2 separate regions of the Sus scrofa genome follow, and region 1 is linked to region 2. Evidence: chromatin contacts called from public HiChIP or PLAC-seq data. All regions are on one chromosome and are shown on one strand. Each heading gives the region's core, a stretch centred on a gene start, on an enhancer-like site or on the middle of the called end of the contact. The rest is flanking DNA. Distances are from core to core; before and after follow the strand shown. Region 1 holds the start of CS (citrate synthase). Region 2 holds the start of COQ10A (coenzyme Q-binding protein COQ10 homolog A, mitochondrial).

Evidence for each region. HiChIP or PLAC-seq counts read pairs in DNA pulled down with a chosen protein or histone mark.
Region 1: an H3K27ac HiChIP or PLAC-seq map of skeletal muscle shows a contact between it and region 2. The contact joins the promoter of CS here to the promoter of COQ10A in region 2. A contact is called at or near these places in 1 of 5 promoter capture datasets (liver), 23 of 47 Hi-C or Micro-C datasets (alveolar macrophages, brain, embryonic fibroblasts and 12 more) and 2 of 2 datasets of contacts at active chromatin or transcription factors (alveolar macrophages and skeletal muscle).

The regions. Positions count from the first base shown.
Region 1 is chr5:21,698,379-21,702,984 of Sscrofa11.1, forward strand. CS (citrate synthase) reads right to left here and starts at 2,185. Exons shown (of 11, transcript NM_214276.1): 1 at 2,138-2,185. The coding sequence starts at 2,179.
Region 2 is chr5:21,662,382-21,666,757 of Sscrofa11.1, forward strand. COQ10A (coenzyme Q-binding protein COQ10 homolog A, mitochondrial) reads left to right here and starts at 2,871. Exons shown (of 5, transcript XM_003126267.4): 1 at 2,871-3,215; 2 at 3,767-3,913. The coding sequence starts at 3,094.

The sequences.
Region 1 (4,606 bases), core at 935-3,434, 35 kb after region 2:
CCTACTCTAATTCCCAACCTAAATCACCTATGAAAAGACAGTATTTACAGCACAAAGCTAAGACACCCACATGTAATTCTAAAGCCACTGCCTGGTAGAAATTCATTCAAATAAACAAGAAGTCAAATAATTTAAGGCTCTGAAGAGGTGGTCTCTCCAACTCAAATGTTGATTAAATTACCTGACGGGGGTAGGGTGGAATGACAAAACAATGACTGGCATTTGCGTCTGCTAGTGAGATTAAAAAAATTTCTCAGAAAAAGTGAAACCACACCTAACCCTGAGAATTAAAGTGGGCAGAGGTCAGTTTTCTGGGGTTAAAAGACTATTTTTGCCTTCTAAAGCCTACCTTAATAGCAAAAGTAAAACTGAGTACCAATTAAGCCACAGGATAATCTGCAAAGCTCAGGCAGGAGCTGGCAATGCTGACAAAGTGAAAGGCTTTTTGATATCCTGGCTATACTGCTTAGATCTCAGGAAATTTCCACTCCTCAGACTATTGGGCTTTGTTAATTTTAAGGGTCAAAAGCCTTCTAGTGGCTTCCAATATACAGGTTTCTGGAATCCTTAGGTGCATCTTTAACAGGAAAGTAAACAAAACAATAATGACACTATAATTAGGTAACCTGGTCAACCCAAAAGCTTTCGGAGTTTCTCCAGAGGCTTAGGAGACAAAATAAATTCAAATCTAAATTCTAAAAGCTTTTTCAAACTCACCCTAGGGTTAGACAATCTGGTCTGGGTTAGCAGCTCTGGAATGAGCTAATTATAGTGTCCTGTATTCTGCCAAAACACTATCTAGAACTTGCTTCATTTCCCAAGAGGCTTCCTTACCCTGTTCTCTGGCAGTGGGAGAACTACTGTCAAATAAGACATGTATCTCCCAAATGATCAGCCTCCACTCTGCTGCTGAGTGCCTGAAAGAACCCCAGTGTAAATCCTATAGGCCTCACCTTGTCTGCCAGCCATGCAAGATAACACACAGTAAGCCAACACCATTCTAAAGTTTTCCTTTCCTTCCCTTCAGGTGCTGGCAGCTTTAATCTGTCTGCAAAAGAGAAAGTATAAGTTCTTTGCAGGAGTCAAGGTCACTTGTGGAACTGTCCCTCCTTGGATTAGAAGGCTGGGACTCCCCTCAGCACAGCAGTTTCTCTGTTTAAAGGGTCAAGTTACCCAGCGACAAAAGTAATTTTGGCAATATGAAATTGAAAGCACCATTACCTGCAACAATACTCCTATGGTCCCAGGGGTAGCAAAAGTCAAGTAAAAGACCCCACAGAATAAGAAGAACCTCTCCTAGGTAGAGCGAACTAATAACAAAACCTGAGTGAGTAAGTAGGAGGACCAGTCATGTAACCTTGGAATTACTATCTTCTGCCCTGGATCTTCACTTAGCCTGCAGTTTGGGCAAATAACTTTTCCGGTTCTTTCTCCAATCATATGTGATAATCATGAAGAAGGTTTTACACAGGCGCTCCACCCACCCAAGCTCCTCCTACATAAAAAGTACAAGAGTTCCAAGGACAAAGAGGACCCAGGGTCGCATTCCTCTAGCAAGGACTGCTACGGCTTGATCACTAAAGTAACTGGGTGGAAAAATGCAAGCAGGCAGTTCAGAAACTGACAAGGCCCTTTCTACAAAGCAGAAGCCGAAATTAGCTACTGCTCCAGCTTTGGTCCAGGGATAGAGTGAGCACACTTGCTCACCCCTGCCGCTTGTCTTACCGCGGCCACTTGTCTTACCCCGCCCCCTCCTCCAAACAGGCTCTTTTCCTAACTCCAATGGAACACAACACCTATGTTCTGCATTAGCGGCTCCTTTTTCCAAGGCCAAGCATCCGCCCGCACCCCCGACCCCGCCGCTCCAGACATGCGAGGTGACAGTAGGGTCCGGCCTCCCCACCCACCCAAGACCGCAAGCCGGGCGAGTAGCACTCCTTTCACCCCAGGGGCCGGAAGGCCAGCGAAGCACATGGCCCTGGGAGCTCCAGGCAGGGCTGGCGGCCAGCCAAGCGCAGGGTGCCTTTAAGACGCGCTGGAGTGCGTCTGGGTAGGGGAGGGAGACCCCGGAGCTTGAGGGCCTGCAGTCTCCTCAGCCCCACCCCAGGACGGCGCGCTCCCTCCCTTAGTTACTCACCTTGGCTCCGAAGAGCCGGGCGGCCGCAGTGAGTAAGGCCATGGCAGGCGAATTCGGAGATCTGGCGGGGAGGGAAGGAGGGAAGAGAAATGCGGCAGGAACGGGAGCTGCCGCCGCCGCTGCCCCAGAAGCCGCGCTGGCTTGGGGGGGGGACAAGGTTGAAAGGAGGCTGCTGAGGGAAAGGGTAGACGAGCCGGCGGCGGCGCCCAGCCCGGGGTCCTCAAGGAAGCCCCGCCTACCGCCCGGAACCCGCTCCCGCCCCCTCTCAAGGGCTTGCTCCGGGCTCGGCCATTGGTCCGGCCTGCGTGGGGGGCGGGCCCTAAGCCGTTGACAGCAGTTGTGATGGGGAGGATTGGACCGTCCGAGGTAGGCTAATTAAGGGTGTAAGGGCGGGGGGAAGCGTATAGGTGGCTAAGTATGTGCCTGAGACCCCAGTTAACTTCCTTCTTAGGCTTTCTCCTTAACCCTTATCCACAGTTGGGGTTAATTCTGAGATGGCTTTTAGTGAAAAAGCGCTAAGGACTTCGATTTTTAAAGGTCCTCGGAAGTCAACCCCTTAATACACTATCAATGCAAGTGGTCCTACTTCTTTGGCATGCTATCTTGAACAGTGTCTTTGGTCAATGACTTAATGGCCATAGAGGTGATACAATGTGGACAGAGGCAGTGATGTTAGAGTTAGCTACTTGGTGGAGGTCATTTGAGGCAAGCGGAAGCCATGGCATTGTAGATACCAACAGACCCCAGAATGTGGAGAAGGAAAGCTGAGGTAGGTCCCTGAATATCCAGTGGTTTTTGCGGACTCTCAGTTTTGTGTCTAGTGCCAAGAAATCCAAATCTTACTAGGCCCCCTTAATATGAAGGCTTCCGGTGCAGGTCAGGCCCTCTGGGTACAGATCATTAGTTTCAGTGCCACTCCAGTCACATAACCCCACACAGCCAGTCCACCCCACATCTATCTAGCTGAAAGATGAGCTTGGAGTTCCCACTGTAGCTCAGTGGGTTAAGAACCTGACATAGTGTCCATGAGGATGCAGGTTTATCCCCGGCTCGCTCAGTGGGTTAAGGATCTGGCACTGCCTCAAGCTGTGGGGAAGTTCACAGATGAGAGAAGCTCAGATCCAACATTGCTGTGGCCAGCAGCTGCAGTTCTGATTCCACCCCTAGCCCAGGAACTTCCATAACCCACAGGTGTGACTATAAAAAAAAAAGTTGAGGCGTCAAAAACCAACCCGCAACAAAAATCACCTCACCCCCCCCCCTTTGGCCAAGGCCTGCAGCCTGATTTCCTGGGCCAGGGATGAACACGTGCCACAGCAGTGACAAACTGGATCTTTATTCTGCTGTGCCACAATGGAACTTCATCACCTCCCTTTTTGTCACATCACTGCTGTCACTCCCATAGGACCTCCGGACCTTTACACCTATTTGGCTGTCTTCTATACACTTTTTATCATGCTCCCCAGAGACCGTTATAAATGAACCATAGCACTAAAATGACCTTTCATTATCTTTTTCTTCCTCTGCTTTTTAGAGCTACACCCGAGGCATACGGAGGTTTCCAGGTCTGTGGTTGAATCAAAGCTAGAGCCGCCAGCCTATGCCACAGCCACATGACACGGGATCCCAGCCACATATGTGACCTATACCACAGTTCAGGGCAATGCCAGATCCTTAATCCACTGAGCAAGGCTAGGGATTGAATCCACAACTTCATGGTTTCTAGTCAGATTCTTTTCCACTGCGCCACGATGGAAACTGCTTTCATATCATTCTTAACTAATTCCTCTCGGTAGACAAGAACTTAGGACCTTTCTACCTCCCCAGGCCTTTCATTGTCATTGACCTGAGGGCAGGGGGGAACTGACCCAAGGACTAAGGCACTTTATCTACAAACCCCAGCCCCAAGTGAACAGTTCTTTTATCTCCTCACACAGCAGTATCAAAGTTCAGAGGTCTCAGTACCATCTAAGCCAGGTTTAGATAGACCCAGTTTATAAAGAACCTCGTTTATAGCTTGGACTTGGAAAAAAGAGAAAGAATGCCATTTTCTCTTCCCAAGTTTCCTGGTACTCAGCGTTACACCTACCAACCAATGCACCTCTGGCTTGGAGGTGAGGTAGGTCTTAGCAAAGAACTTCATAAAGAAGAGCCCAGCAGTGCCTCAGAGGACTGACCTCAGCTATCAATTCGGTGACTTCAAAGCTCCACTGATCAATATCTGCTCCCAATTTAGCATCTCACAGAAGTTTTCCTCCTAACTCTGGAAGAGTCTGACCTGGTTTCTTCTCTCTGGTTAATTATCCACAGAGACTAGCCAGCATACTAGAGGACTGAACGCCAGTGCTCCAAGAGAACAGGAGGCATTCTCAGGATGAGGCTACCAAAGGGATAATTATTGAGTGACCATAAGGGTAACTTAGTTTGGAGCGCTGGCATTTGGAGGAAGGGTGGGGAACCATAATGTTT
Region 2 (4,376 bases), core at 1,621-4,120:
TCTAGTTGTGGTGTAGGTCACGGATGGCTAATATCCCGTGTTGCTGTGGCTGTGGTGTAGGCTGGAAGCTGCAGCTCCAATTAGACCCCAGACTAGAAACTCCATATGCTGTACCTGCACCCCCACACACACACACCAGAAAAAAGAAAAAAGAATTAAAATGCCTTCTTTGGAGTTTCCGCAGTGGCACAGTGGGTTAAGAATCCGACTAGGAACCATGAGGTTGCGGGTTCGGTCCCTGCCCTTGCTCAGTGGGTTAACGATCCGGTGTTGCCGTGAGCTATGGTGTAGGTTGCAGACGCGGCTCGGATCCCATGTTGCTGTGGCTCTGGCGTAGGCCGGTGGCTACAGCTCCAATTCGACCCCTAGCCTGGGAACCTCCATATGCCGCGGGAGCGGCCCAAGAAATAGCAAAAAAAGACAAAAAAAAAAAAAAAAAAAAAAAAAAAAAAAAGAATCCGACTGCAGCGGTTTGGTTGCTGAGGAGGCCCAGGTTCAATCCCTGGGCAGGCTCAGTGGGTTAAAGGATCTGGCGTTGCAGTAGTTGTGGCATAGATCACTGCTGCAGCTGGGATTAAATCCCTGGCCGAGGGCCTTTCATATGTGGTGGGTGCAGCCATAAATAATAAAATATGGAGTTCCCCATTGTGGCTCAGCCATGGTGAACCCAACTTGTATCCATGAGGACTCAGGTTCCAATCCTGGCCTTGCTCAGTGAGTTAAGGATCTGGCATCTCCATGAACTGCTGTGTGTGGGCTGCAGGCTCGGCTTGTTCTGGCGCTGCTGTTTCTGTGGCATAGGCTAGCAGCCACAGCTCCAATCTGACCCCTAGCCTGGAAAACTCCATATACTGTGGGTGCAGCCCTAAAGAACAAAATTAAAAAAAAAAGATACTTTCCTTACAAAATGTTAAATGTAAGCCAGAGTTCAAGGGAGGGTTCCTGCTCCTTGAAATCCAGATAAAATGAGTTTAAGCTTTTATTTTTTTTTAATTTTATTATTTTTTAGTGCTGCACCCCTGGCATATCGAAATTCCCAGGCTATGGGTTCTAAGCTGGTCACAGCCACAGCAACACCAGATCCAAGCTGAGTCTGAGACCTACATCACAGCTCAGGGTAATACCTGATCTCTGACCCATTGAGCAAGGCCAGGGATCAAACCTGCTTCCTCATGGATACTAGTTGGAATTGGTTCTGCTGCACCACAATGGGAACTCCGGTTCAAGCTTTTAAAATAAGGAGTTTCCGTCGTGGCTCAGAGGAAACAAATCTCACTAGTATCCATGAGGACACAGATACGATCCCTGGCCTTGCTCAGTGGGTTAAGGATCTGGGTGCTGCTGTGGCTGTGGTGTAGGCCAGTGGCTATAGCTCCAATTCGACCCCTAGCCTGGGAACCTCCATATGCTGAAGGTGTGGTCCTAAAAAGACAAAAATAAAAAAATAAAAATAAAAATAAAATAAAATCAATCCATATCTGGTAGAAATCCCAAAATGAATGCCAATCTCCAAGGGGAGAGATGGAGAGTTTATATCTGTCCCCAGTCCCCTGTTTCTGGACAAGATATCTCTGTTCCATACAACAATTAGACCCCAAAGTAACAGTCTTTGTTTTTCTTTTGGCAGTTACCCCCAGCAGGTGTTCTTATGCCAGCAGGTGGAACACGTGCCTTAGCAGAGACCCAAGCTGTTGTAGTGACAATGGCTGTATCCTTAACCTCTTGAGCCACAAGAGAACTCCTTTTCTGGGGGGAGGGGGCATCTGCAGCATATGGGAGTTCACAGGCTAGGGGTCGAGTCAGAGCTGCAGCTGCCAGCCACAGCCACAGCAACACAGGATCCAAGCCATCTCTTGGACCTACAACCACAGCTCATGGCAACGCTGGATCCTTAACCCACTTAGCAAGGCCAGGGATCAAATCCTCATCCTCATGGATGCTAGCTGTATCCCCTCACCCTCACAACACTACTCAGCTAAAGATTTCCTGAATGTGGAGGGCATGGCTAAAGATTTATGCTCTGGAGTTCCCATTGTGGCGCAGTGGTTGATGAATCCGACTAGGAACCATGAGGTTGCGGGTTCAATCCCTGCCCTTGCTCAGTGGGTTAACGATCCGGTGTTGCCGTGAGCTGTGGCGTAGGTCGCAGACGCGGCTGGGATCCTGCCCTGCTGTGGCTCTGGCTTAGGCTGGCGGCCACAGCTCCGATTGGACCCCTAGCCTGGGAACCTCCATATGCCGCAGGAGCGGCCCAAGAAATGGCAAAAAGACACACACACACACAAAAAAAAGATTTATGCTCTAAAGACTAAAGCAGAGAGGCTTGAATTGCACTGCAATAGCATAAACATCTTTTTCTTTCTTTTTCTTTTCTTTTTTTTTTTTTTTTTGGCTGTACCTACAGTTCTCCGGCCAGAGATCGAACCCTGCCACCTGAGCTGCAGTGACAATGCTGAATCCTTAACCCACTGAGATACAAGAGAACTCCCTCTATAAATATCAAAAGAGAAAACTACGCAAACTCTTATCCCAGAGCTTGGAAGGTTAATTTAATTTTCTTTCTCAAAGATACTAGGCACTATGGAGGCTACAAAGATCAAAGGAACTTCTAACTATAAACAAGGCAAAATATGGTAAAGGTTCTAAGAAAAACATTCAGAAGACCCACGGGCTTCTGCAGTCGACAGGCCCATGAAGTCGCCTCTGTGCTTATGTATCAAGTCTGTGACTACGGACTCGCTAAATTAGTTTCCCTGGCGACCTCGTTCTGCATCCTTTCAAACACTAACTCCAGCTCCCTTTTCTCGCCAGAGGTGCGAAACTACATCTCCCGACAGGCCGCGTGGTCCCCTTCCTTCCCCCCTCTCCGGGTCCTGAGCCATGGCAACAGCGTGACGTGGGGGTACTGAGAGCCGCGGGAGCAGCGGTCGCGGCTTCAGTTCTAGGCTACCCAGTCGCCCGGGCGGGAGGAGCCGCCGGCCCGGCCCTCGGGGGCCCTGAACTCGCCCAGCGATCGCTTCCCTCCGCTCTTCCTCTGGAGTGAGGAAGGCGCAGCGGGTATCAGAGCCAAAAGGGCAAGGGAGGGTCGCGCGCATGGCCTCGGCGGGCGCGCGGCGGCTCCCGGCGGGTACGCGCGCCGCTGCCCGGGGTTGCGGTGGCTTCTCTGTGCGCCCGGCCCCGCCCCCGGGCCCTCTGCGACCGCCAGGACCAATGAGGTGAGACGGTGGTGCGGGAGGCAGCGCGCGAGCAAAGAGGGTCTTCCAGTACCCCGAAGTTCCGTGATGGAGGGTTGCGAGTCTGGCTGCAAGCGCAGCGTGGACGGCAGCGGCACCGTGGCATCTAATGCAGAGCTTTGGGGACTCTTTTGCGAGTTTTTCGCGAGGCGGAGTCCCCAGGGTGGGTACCGAACCACTTCTTGCCCCTCATGGGCATCCTGCACCAATGCGGTTGGCGAGGCTCAGCGGACTATGATGTTTCTTTAGAGCCCTCGCATTCAGCAACAGCGTACCCTCCAGTCTAAGGCAACTGGAGCTTCGCACGCACCCCGCTTTTTCCCATCTCCTCTCTGGGCACTGTCCTCAGCCGCCCTCGACCTTTTCGCACTCGTGACTGCCTGGCTGGGGAGCTTGGCGGGCTGCAGCAGGTGCTAGGGGGAAAGCTTGTCTGGACGACCTTCCTCGGGGATATGCCCCTCTTCACTTTCACCTGGTTGAGGAACACAAGGAAAGATTCGTGACGTTTCTCTCTCCTTTCCTTTTGGCCTTAGATTTCTGATGTCCTGCAGCCTCTTCTTGCCCCGGGCTGTCCAGGTCTTGGCGGCTGAGGCTGACTTATCTCCCAGACGTTCCTTTATGGGCTTTGCTGCCCCCTTCACCAACAAGCGAAAGGCTTACTCCGAGCGTAGGATCATGGGGTGAGCATCCTCTCCTGTTTAGCTTCTCTGCACATTCCCTTTCCCTCTAAACAAAAAACTATGTCCTGGCTAGAACATAAGGATGGCGATAGGGGGCAGGATTCATCCCTGGCCATCCCATTCTCCCCAGCTATATTACCGATCCTTTATCCTCCTCTGTCGGCCTTAATTTCCCCCTTCTTTGTTGCTGTGCATTAAGTGAAATGTGACTAGAGTTGGACAACATGACAACAGGGTATTATTTCTCTGCTGACCTGACTTTATTATTCTGAGCACAATATGAGCTAACACTTTTTTTTAGGGCCGCACCCACGGCGTATGGAAGTTCCCAGGCTAGGGGTCGAATTGGAGCTGTAGCTGCTGACCTACACCACAGCCACAGCAACGCAGGAGCCAAGCCACATCTGCGCCACAGCTCACCGCAATGCCAGATCCTTAATCCACTTAGTGAGGCCAGGGAATG